2 separate regions of the Mus musculus genome follow, and region 1 is linked to region 2. Evidence: chromatin contacts called from public ChIA-PET data. All regions are on one chromosome and are shown on one strand. The core of a region is the stretch at or near the end of the contact, and the rest is flanking DNA. Distances in the headings are between cores, read along the strand shown.

The links. ChIA-PET counts read pairs in DNA pulled down with a chosen protein or histone mark.
Region 1: an RNA polymerase II ChIA-PET map of effector CD8 T cells shows a contact between it and region 2, with 6 read pairs. The contact joins two enhancer-like sites. A contact is called at or near these places in 1 of 115 datasets of contacts at active chromatin or transcription factors (effector CD8 T cells) and 1 of 9 other capture datasets (pancreatic islet).

Annotation. Positions count from the first base shown.
Region 1 is chr13:46,689,505-46,694,917 of GRCm38.p6, forward strand. It overlaps Nup153 (nucleoporin 153), which reads right to left. Exons shown (of 22, transcript NM_175749.2): 16 at 4,008-4,613. Among named protein-coding and RNA genes, the nearest start is that of Fam8a1, 23 kb to the left of the region's middle. Within about 2 kb of position 1,482, at least 44 of the 459 cell types and tissues checked have an H3K27ac peak or open chromatin away from gene starts, as enhancers often do. A contact at or near this core is called in effector CD8 T cells, where this site is marked.
Region 2 is chr13:46,358,368-46,363,713 of GRCm38.p6, forward strand. No RefSeq gene overlaps it. Among named protein-coding and RNA genes, the nearest start is that of Rbm24, 57 kb to the right of the region's middle. Within about 2 kb of position 2,569, at least 52 of the 459 cell types and tissues checked have an H3K27ac peak or open chromatin away from gene starts, as enhancers often do. A contact at or near this core is called in effector CD8 T cells, where this site is marked.

The sequences.
Region 1 (5,413 bases), core at 232-2,731, 330 kb after region 2:
TTCTTAAGTATGAACTATTCCCAATTGTGTGTGTGTTGCTTGTGGCCGAGATGGCTTGGTCGTTCAAGTGCTTGCATTAACAAACAAGAGGAGCACATTCAAGCCTGGCGTGGGGGCTCACACCAGCATTTAATCCCAGCATTTTGGAGGCAGAGGCAGGCGGATTTCTAAATTTGAGGTCAGCCTGGTCTGCAGAGTGAGTTCCAGGATAGCCAGGGCTACACAGAGAAACCCTGTCTCGAAAAACCAAAACAAAAAACAAAAGAGGAGCACATCCCAGATCCCTGAGAACTCAGATAAACGCTGGGTGGACACAGTCCATCTACAATTCTAGCCTTGGAAGGTGAAGGGGAGACAAGGACTCCTTAGAGTAAGCTGTCTAGCAAGCAATCAAGGTAACGACTCAGTCTTTAGGTAGAAGCATCATCAGCAAGCACTGGATTTCCCTAAGATCCTGTGCCAAAATACAAGGTAGAGCCAATAAATAGTCCTTTAACAGCAGGCCTCCACAAACACACAAGCCCATGTTCATGCATACACCCCCACACACATACATACACATGGAAAGGGGGGTTGGAGGGAGGTGGGATATCATTCTCACAAACTGAGGCTGTGGAAACGGCTCACTAAGTCCAGCAGCCACATTTAAAAAGAAAATTTGAAAAATTAGGGGTTGTAAGACTAAATTGTTGCTGAGTTTGGAGGAACATAGCCTTTATTCTGAGCACTGTAGGAGACAGAAGTGAGCAGATTTCTCTGAGTTTCAAGGCCAGTCTGACCTATGTAACAAGTTTCAGGCCAGCCAGGGCCACACGGTAGGACCTTTCTTAAAGAATGGCTAAATTGTCCTTATCAATGTCCTAATTTCTTCAACTACTACAGAATTCTAAAATATAAGATGTAAATTTCAGGTAAAACGGAAAATATGCAGCCATATATATTATCAATTTCAAAGCACATACCTCTGTCTTAGAAATTTATTTTTCTGCAGACATAATCTACTTTATAATCCAGCCCCATACTTACTAGTTTTACACATTCCTGCTAGACTTTATATTACATTAAGATTACTAAGATGTGAAACATATATGTTCCTGGTCTAAAGGGGGAAAAATAAAAACGAACTGATGGCAGCATATCAGCAAGTGACTGACTTTAAGCATGCAAAGGAGAAAGGAACACAGAAAGGCACAAGAAGAAAGCAAGGTGATGACTCTGTAGGCAGAACCAGCGGGTGTGGAGGAGCAGGCAGACAGGATGAGTCAGCAAGGTGTGCTGTGTGAAGCAGGGTTCAGATAGAGCCATTTATTCTTGGGTTCCACTGCCCGCTCCATTCCTCTCATAGTTACAGGAACAATCTCTGCATTTTAAGTATGTTCTCTTTTATTTTGCTAGCAAATTTTGTGTCTGGTGGTGTCTGTTGTTGGTCCATTACCCAATCTGACAAGGTAGCACCTTTGTGATGGCTGTAAGTACCAGTGCAATCATTTCCTGCCACCCACGCTTTCCTGCTCTTTAGAAGCTTATCTATATCAATCAATCCTTCTGCTATTTTTGAGTCTTCTCATTTCCTTTTTTGAGAATCTCATGAGAACAATGTATTTTCATCATATCCATCTCTCCTTCCACTCCAATTCCTCCCATGACCCCCACCTATCTTTTAAACTTCATGTCTTCTTCTCTAGTTGCTATATAGATGTATGTACTCACATGTACATGACTGTAGCCAATTGGGCAAGAGTAACCCATCAGGAAGTTCATACCTGAAGAAAACTTAAGTCTCCCAGGGGTGGGACCTTGTAAGCCCTGTTAACTTTTCTCATTTGTGTTGGAAAGGTTGACTGGTATGTGTGGTCCTGAGCAGGTCTTACTTAAACAAGCAGACATAGCAATGAAAGGTCATGAGTGCAACTTCTCTATCACATCCAGAAGAAACTATTTTACGGTATTCTGCCCAGTCATTTTTTGTCTGAAATACTTAGTCTTATTCTAATCACTTTCTTCAAGTGTTATTCTGTCACAGTTGTTATTCCAGTCTGGTTAATCCAAGATCAATGTTTGACTCTGTCCAGACCCTTATGATAGCAGAACTCAGTTTGGAATGCTTTCCTCAATTCACTCAACTCATATCTACTTCTATGACTTCAAATATCAAACTATGTCCTGTGATCACCTAAAACCTGTAAGTCCAGTCTCTATGATGTATCCAAATGCCTCAACTGTATATCTAAATTTCAACTTTAGCAATTAGAAATTTGTCATTAACAACACATAGTTCTAAATCCTCCCTCATTATTCAACTCCATCTGATTCTTTATCACCATTATCTGCCATTTATATTACACAAACTTCCAAAGCTGTCCTTCCAAATTCTGCTGCTTTGAATTCTGCTACATTGTTCAGAATCATTCCTAATTCTAATTCTAGGGGATCTGATGCCCTCGTCTGACCTTCATAGGTGTCAAGCACACTTAGGGTAACATACATACTACAGGTACATACAGGCAAAACACTCATGCATTAAATGAATAAATAAACTTGAAAAAAATAAGTACTCTGAGCTTAGAAACATGGCTCTTGCAGATTAGATTATTAGTTTCAAAATACAATCTAACTCCAGTTCTAAGGAACCTAATACCATCATTCTGGCTTCTACAGGCTAACACACATGTGCTCATACACAGACAGATACACATACACATACCAAAAACACTTTTTCCACTCAAAAGTAAAATGATAGCTGGAGGAGGGGCAGGTGACTTCTGGTTCCAGACCAAGTTTGGTATAATTTTCTATACTATGTATTTATATCTACCAACTTCCATGGCCACAAGGCTAGACCCTTACTGAAAACTATAGATAGATAGATAGATAGACAGACAGACAGACAGACAGACAGACAGAGATAGATAGAGATAGATAGAGATAGATAGATAGATAGATAGATAGATAGATAGATAGATAGATAGATAGATAGATAAATTTTGGCCAAATCATCCATTTGCTGACAGGGCATTATGCCCAGAAGAAAGCTAGTAGCTTTTTAATATTAATTCATAGAATTCCTTTGCTCCCGAGTAATTTACTTCCCGATTCAAAATTTCATTTCACATCTGTCAACTAAGAATTCTAGTTCCTCCATGCTTTTTTCCTGGGGTGAGGAAACAGTGCCAGATGGAAAAAGTCAAATATTTTGGAATGAGGATTCTTACAGCTCACTTTTAATTCCAGAGCAAATTAGAAATAGGAAGACAAGATCTAAAAGCTCAGGAAAGAAATCCAGCCAGTAAGTCTCACATTACAGAAACACCTGCATACCCACAGCTAATGCAACAAAAACTAAGATATACCTGTTATTTGCTATCTGTATTACTATACACTTCCAAAAAGAATTTAAAAATAAATCTGCCATAATTCTTCTTTTAAAAAAATTTTAATCCAAATTCCATTTTTGTAACCAAGTTAAGAGTTTTTCACCAAAAATTAATTGTATGTATGTATGTATGTATGTATGTATGTATGTATGTATGTATATAGTCATTAACAATCTGGTGGACAGCACATGGCTACAGATGGCACCAATAATCCTCAGAAACAGACACTAGCTTAAAGCATGAGTGCCTACGCCTTAAAGAACCCCCTGTAAATAACCACCATCATTTCTACATAGACAAAAGGAGACACAGTATGAAAGCCTGAGAAAGGCTGAACCACTGCAAGCTTTCAGCACTTCATTTGTTAATATTAATTATCACAAAAATAATTCTAACACTACACAGAAAAAGAAGACATAGAATTAGTTCACAACCTAGTCTAAGAGAACAAGTAAGTCTTAAGTCTAATCAAGAGCTGTAAATCACAAGATAGTTTTTTTAAAAATTAAGACATAAGAAAATGTTCATCTGGAGCCATTTAAAAAAAACACCAGGATTCCTCTTAGCCGTTTCATAGTTAAATGTTCTACCAAAGTAATGAGTAAAACTATTTCATATAGACATAAAACGTACCTGGTTTCTCAGATGTACAGGAAACACATCTGTTGTCTTCTGCCTTATTACAAACACAGCAGACTGGACACTCCCAAGAGCCCACAGGCCTTTTGAATTTATCTCCAAATCCTAGTGTACCAGTTGTCACAGTGGTAGAAGAGGAAGCAGTCACAGGACTTTCTGAAGCCACTGTCAATGTAAGGGCTCGCTTCACACCAGTGCCAGGCTTAGGTGTCTCACAGGCTACACATTTTACTGCTTCGGGCTTATTTTGCACTAAACAGGTATCACAATCCCAAGTTCCTATTGCTGGTTTAAATTTATCTCCAAAGCCTGTCCCTGATGTAGAGGCTGGTTTGTCACTTTTGCTTGGTGTCCCAGTCCCAGTCTGTTTAGCAGTTTCTTTCAGGGGCAGTTTTGCTGCTTGGCAGGCTATACACTTATTGTCTGTGACTTTGTTCTGGAGGAGACATGTGTCACACTGCCATGATGATCCAGCTTTTAAACTTTCTCCATACTCAATTCCACTAGAAGAAAAAGTACTTATTGCTGGTCTTGTATAAACTATTGAGCTTGTGGTAGTGGGTTGAAGAGCAGGAGAATCAACCTTTGGTGATGCGAAACCTACAGTGAAGAAAGAAAAGAATGTTCCTTTAAAACAAAGAAGTGAAGCTAATCAAATCATTAACTACAACATTATGGGGTGGGGTGGGGGTTTACATTATTATCAAGGGTTAATACAATCTGAGAATGGTTAATGTTCTTTTAAAATTAACCTATACAATTAAAATTCTATAAATATAGAAACAGGTCATCTTCACATAACACATCCCTTTCTCTAATTTACTGTCAGACACCACTGCTAATCCACACTTTATTCTGCCTCCCTACACAATGAGCTTAATACTCATGTCTTCCTCCTCATCCATTCTCTCTTCCAGGTATTCCCACTGCTATGTCAAATGACTTTAATATCTATGATCATTAAGTACTGCCTAGTCAAAATCCACTGTTATCTTCTACATTAAGTCTGGCTGAAGGCCAGTGTAAAACAGGCATTAATTGTTTGATGTATATCTCCGCCATCTCTCCAGGATTGGATATTTACTAGCTAGCTGAGGTCAACCTTGAGTTCATCACCACTTGCCTCAATCTCTTAAGTGTATACCACCTAAGCCTAGATCAAGGATTAGCTTTAATTAGTAAGCTTTAAAACTGCATAGTTTGATAATAAATTCCCAACAAAAATGTGGCAAACCCTCTAGACATGCCTAAAAACTAAGTGATTAAGACCCTGTCTGTCAAAAAATAAAGACCCTGTCTGTCCTCACAAAGGAGGAATTTTAGTGACAAAAACCCAAGTCAAATACATCTGTCATCAATACCACACTTTGGAGTACTTCTCGAATTTTGTAAAAACTGAA
Region 2 (5,346 bases), core at 1,319-3,818:
CTGAGGAATACTGAAGGGTTGAGAAGCACTTGAAAAAAATTTCAACGTTCTTAGTCACCAGGGAAATGCAAATCAAAACAACCCTGAGATTCCACTTCACACCAGTCAGAAGTTACCAATTCTGAGTCCTGCTCTGTTATAGAAAGGATAGTGTGATGTGGTTTCCTGCCTATGGAGCAGAGCCAGTAGGGCCTGGGCCTCCACAAGTATTTATAGTTGGTAGGCGTGAGTTGTTTAGCATGTGTGTGTGTGTGTGTGTGTGTTCATGTTCCTCCATCAAGAAATATTCCCCCTGCCAAGGTTATTGTGGAATATCCTCTATGCCAAGGTTAATGGCTCCATGATAATCAAAGACAGCGCAAGTCTGGAAGGCAATGGTGTGTCTAATGTCTTAGCAAAAATGGTAAATGCTGTGACCTTCCAAACAGCCCTTAAGGCTGTGGGAAAGCACTATAAAAACATGAGTTCTAAAATATATACTTCTCAACTATGCAAAATGTAAGGGTGCAATATGAATTATATGAGGGGCTTCACAGACTGTCTTCGTTTATTCCCAGTTCACATGGTTCAAGCGTAGCCCCCCAAAGTTTATTCTTCTTGATTTGCTCAAGACCAACTCTTCGAATCAGCATTCATGACCCCAGCTCCTTGATTCTTAGAAAAAGCCAGCAAGCACATTTTGTTTTTCAACATTGCAAATGAATTCAGAGATCTGACTGCCTTTGTAAGCACAGACAATACACTTAGCTGGGTGGGAGATGTTATACATAAAGACTTACAAAAGATTCCTAAATGTATGAAAGAAGACTCAAGCTGAGGTAGGAGAGTTGGGCGGGAAGGGAAGTGAGGAAGGTTTTACACAAAGACTGCCAAAAGAGGAAGGCTGTTCCTCTCCCTCCCATTCATTACCCTATTAACAACCTCTGCCCTACCTGCCAGGACTAGAACCATCTATAGCCACTGGCCTAGTGCAGAGACATTCTGGAGTGTCTGAATGTAGTCTGTGCTCCTTGTAACACCAAACAAACACCCCTGGGTGGAGAGTGACAAATGACCATGCAAGAAAATGAGCGTGTATGAGAAAGCCTGTACTTTACAAATGAGCCAAAAGCCCAGCTCTGCAAATGACCCTGCCCCCAGGCTCCTCCTTTGTGAGGGGAATTGTTTGAGCTCCAGCAGGTTTCTTTCCTTGGAAGTATATCTTTTTCTACCAAACTATCCCTGCTTTTGCTACTACTATTCATTCACATTGTCCCTGTCCATTTCCTTGTTCCAGGACTCAATCCCAGAATCTGGGATTTCCCCAGAGACACCCAATAAATGTCATGTCCACTGATATCAAAAAATGAAAGGAATTACAAAGTAACAGAGCTTGGCAGCCAACTGTTGGGCAGAGGTTACAGACAGAGCTGCTCAGCCTTACCTGCTTAACACTTCCAGTGCCCCGCCCCCCACCCCCAGGGACGATACTACCATGCAGACTCAGGACTAGAGCCGGCCTGAGAACTTACATGACTAACATGCTCTCTACTGAGGATTCTATAGCCAGCCCATAGACACTTACTGCAGCATGCTTGCGTATATGGGAGCATGCATTCATCCTATCTCTCCAGAGGGCAATTTAGCAAAGTTGCCTTTGCTGTCATTGCCAGCATTTCCACTTTATTGCAGTATTTCATGATCTATTCATATAGTGCAAATTTACATGAGAACAAAGAAATTTCTTGCAGTGTTATTTATAATGGCAAAAAAAAAAAAAAAAATAGAACCAGTGAGAATATCCTTCACGAAGAAAATGTCCTTCTCCATTATCCTTGGAATTGAATATGCTGGTGGCAAAAAGATAAGCCAGATACTGATGTGATATTTTCTCTAAGATATTTTAACTTTATAAAGAATGTTTCAAAGTGTAAGTGGTCATCTATGGATAAAAGGATTAAAAAAATCAATGCAGTCTATGCAGACAATGGATTGATTTGTTTGTGTTTTTTGAGACAGAGTTTCTCCATGTAGCCTTGCTTGTCCTGAATCCTTCATAGACTAGGTGTGAGCCACCACCACCACCAGGCGCACAATGGAATTTTATTCAGCTCAAAAGAATAAAATTATGGCATCCATAGGAAAATGGGTCAAATTGGAGATTATTAAGTTAAGTGAAATAAATCAGATTTAGAAGACAAAAAAAAAAAAAAGACATGGTGTGTGTGTGTGTGTGTGTGTGTGTGTGTTGTATATAGATGTGTGAAAGGAAGTGGCCTAAAGAGCAGGGGAGCAAGAGAAGGTAAGAGAATGCATGGGTCACATGAGCAGAAGGGAGATTATTTGAAGAGAGGAAGGGGGAGGCAAGGGGGAGGGAAGATAAGGTAGGGAGTAGTGGACCGCACTGATCTATAACTGTGCATGAACTGTCACAACGAAGCCCACTTCTTTATATGTTAACCAACAAAGAATAAGGAATCAGCAATGTTCAAAATATCACATAAAGGAAATTGACCTGTGTATGCGCGCGCACACGTGAACAATTGTTTTACTGAATGAGCTTCCGAGTGCAAAGGGAACACACACACAACTTCCTCCATCTAGCCATCCTCCGGAAGCCTGAGGCGCTTCCCTAGACGTTCAGAGATCTGACTCACAGCCAAGGAGGCTTTGTGGCTTTGACACAGCAAAGAATTTTAAGATAGCCAGCTTATGAAGCAGTCGGCGATTTTATTAAAATTTCTTTAATACAGGTTTAAGCATGGGGAGGGGTGCTAAGAGAAAAGTGAGACATACCCAAACGTGAGGAAGGGCTCCTGAAGGATTGGAGTGGGGGTGGGAGTGGGGGGCAACTAATTGTCTCAGCAGTTAACACAGCCTATGTTGGTGCCTCTCAAGTTACATCTCTAAGGTTGCTAGGAAACCTTTCTTTTTCTCTCCCTTTTGATAAGAGAGAGATGTGAGGTGATTCTGAAGAGGCCTTTGGATGGAACTGTAATATGATTGGGTAAAAGCAAGAGCCAGTGAGGTCGTGCAAGGGCTTTAGCACAAGTCCTTTCCCTGGGAGTGGGGTTTCTCTTGAGATTCCTAGACCGAAGCTGGCTTGCGGCTGGGAAGGAGAAAGACCTCTCTGGTGATTGTTAATTGTGCTGTGGTTCTTGCCCTGCTGCTGGCAAAGGCTTCAACCGAATTCCCTAGTGAAGGGCTCCTCCTTCTAATGCCTTACTTCCCTCTCCCTGACCTTCTACACTACTTCAAGCACAAGACAGGTACGCTGACTTTTCTAACGTGTGCTCTAGTTACCTCTTGCCCCTAGATGAAATCTCAGATTCTAGAACTTTCTCTGACATGCTTCCATTGCATATGTAAAGACACGTACATGCGTACATGCAAGTGCACATATACATACATGCATGCACATAAATGCATGCATACACATATGTGCACATAAAAAATGAAGTCGTATGTGTTTCCAATCTAGTTTTTTTCTATTTTTTTTTTAAAGTCTCCTCTGCTAGTCCAGATAGATAATCTTAGCACCCTGGGGCTGCTCATGTCTGTGGTCCGTCATCATCCAAGTTCTCTGGGCAAAGCTCTAAGGATTAGGAAGGAGTGACTCCCACCTTGTTTATTTCCCCAGTCTCTGCTGCTGGCTTTATTGCAATAGAGTGGAGAGACCCTGCGGGTGTAAACCCTAATATCAGGCGAAGAACTAGCAGCACAGGCAGGTTGCTGCCTCTGTCAACAACTCTAGACTTACGATTTCCCTCAAACCTCCAGTTGTAGAACAGCTCAGGGCATACGCTCTTTCCTCACAATATTTGGAAAGGGCCAGACAGAGATGGTTTAAACATCCTGCCAGGGATACAGTTATTCTAAAGAGACTCGTGTGCCCTGCCCCTCAGCTCTCAGAGACAACCGAAGCAGTGGATCCTGAGAAACTGGAGCCTCTTGCTGGGGAAATGGAAAGGTTGGAGCCCAGGGGCCAACCGGAGGAGGAGCTTGTCTCTTAGAGGTTTCATGCAGCTCTGACAACGCGTAAGGCCACCTTGCGGGAGAGACTGGAACCCAGGCAGGAACAGTCAAAGGGGGTGGTGAGCTGGACCACACCTTGACCAGGACTGCTTAGTAATTGTTCCTGTCCTTCTATTTAAACCTAAACCTTGATGTCAAGGCCCTGTAGATGGACTTGGGGGTCCTTGGACCCCTTTGTTCTTTTTCCTAATGTGGTTATGTTGAATCCATCTCCTTTCTCTGCTCTTTGGCATTATTTGCTTCTCTGTCTACCCTAGCCATAGAGATCAGGATCACAGGTAAGCAAAACACAGTAGAGCTTTGATGCCACCCCACTTTCTTGGAATGTTCTGCCTCAGTTTTATTCTGCCCCTCCTATCCAATCTAGTCAGTCAGTGTTCCCTTAGCACCCTAAGTTTTACTCTTCGTTTACACTAAACTGTGGGAGACTTATGACCTTTCATGGGAAAAGCAACAAAGCAGAGAGGCCTTTTGATGGTGAAGTCCAGCCACTGTGGAGTCCGAATGAAGGAGCGAGACACTGGGATGAGGGTCTGTTGTTCTCTACCATCCCTCTAATCTTTGGGCAATCATTCCTCCTCCACTTGATGCTGACTAGCTAAAGTCTTTGTCCCAGTGATGAGAACAATTATTCCTCTTTATTACTCCGATTGGTGGCTTGCTAGGGAATCCCTGCCTCAGTTGAATTCTCGCTGGGGTAAAATATATAATAACTCCTATTAATTTTCTCTGCATTAAGATGGGATTCCTGTGTGACTCAATCTACTTGGTGCTAACAGCTCAGCGTGGGAAGAAAGAAGGAAGAGAAGAAGAGAAAGAAGAAAGAGCCAGAAAGAAGCCATAGCCACAGACAAAGAAGGTTCAGAAGACAGTTTTCCTGGGCTCTGAAATTCTAACCCCCATCTGGGGATTTGTACAGATTGCTCTGAGAGTGTTCACATTTTGAGAAGAGATCTGACAAGTCAAGAGAATTCTGAGATGGGGCAGAGAGAGAGAGAGAGAGAGAGAGAGAGAGAGAGAGAGAGAGAGAGAGAGAGAACAGCTTATCAGCAACAGTAGAAAACCAAAGAAGGATGAGGTGGTGGCTTTCAGGGGCTTGAAATGCCGCCATGAATAAGCACCTCCTAGGTGAGATCTTCCTCCAGCCAAGAACAAAGTTAGACAGGCAGAAGTTAAGGAAGCGGAGCTAGAGAAAATGTTGGCTCGGGAAATGAATGTAACAGCTACTAGATAAAGATGGGAGGAAAACAACTTTCCCTTTCACCAAAAATCTTCTGAGAGAGGCTGTTCAGCCATCTGTTTGCAACGCTATAGAAAGAAAGCGTTTTCCTG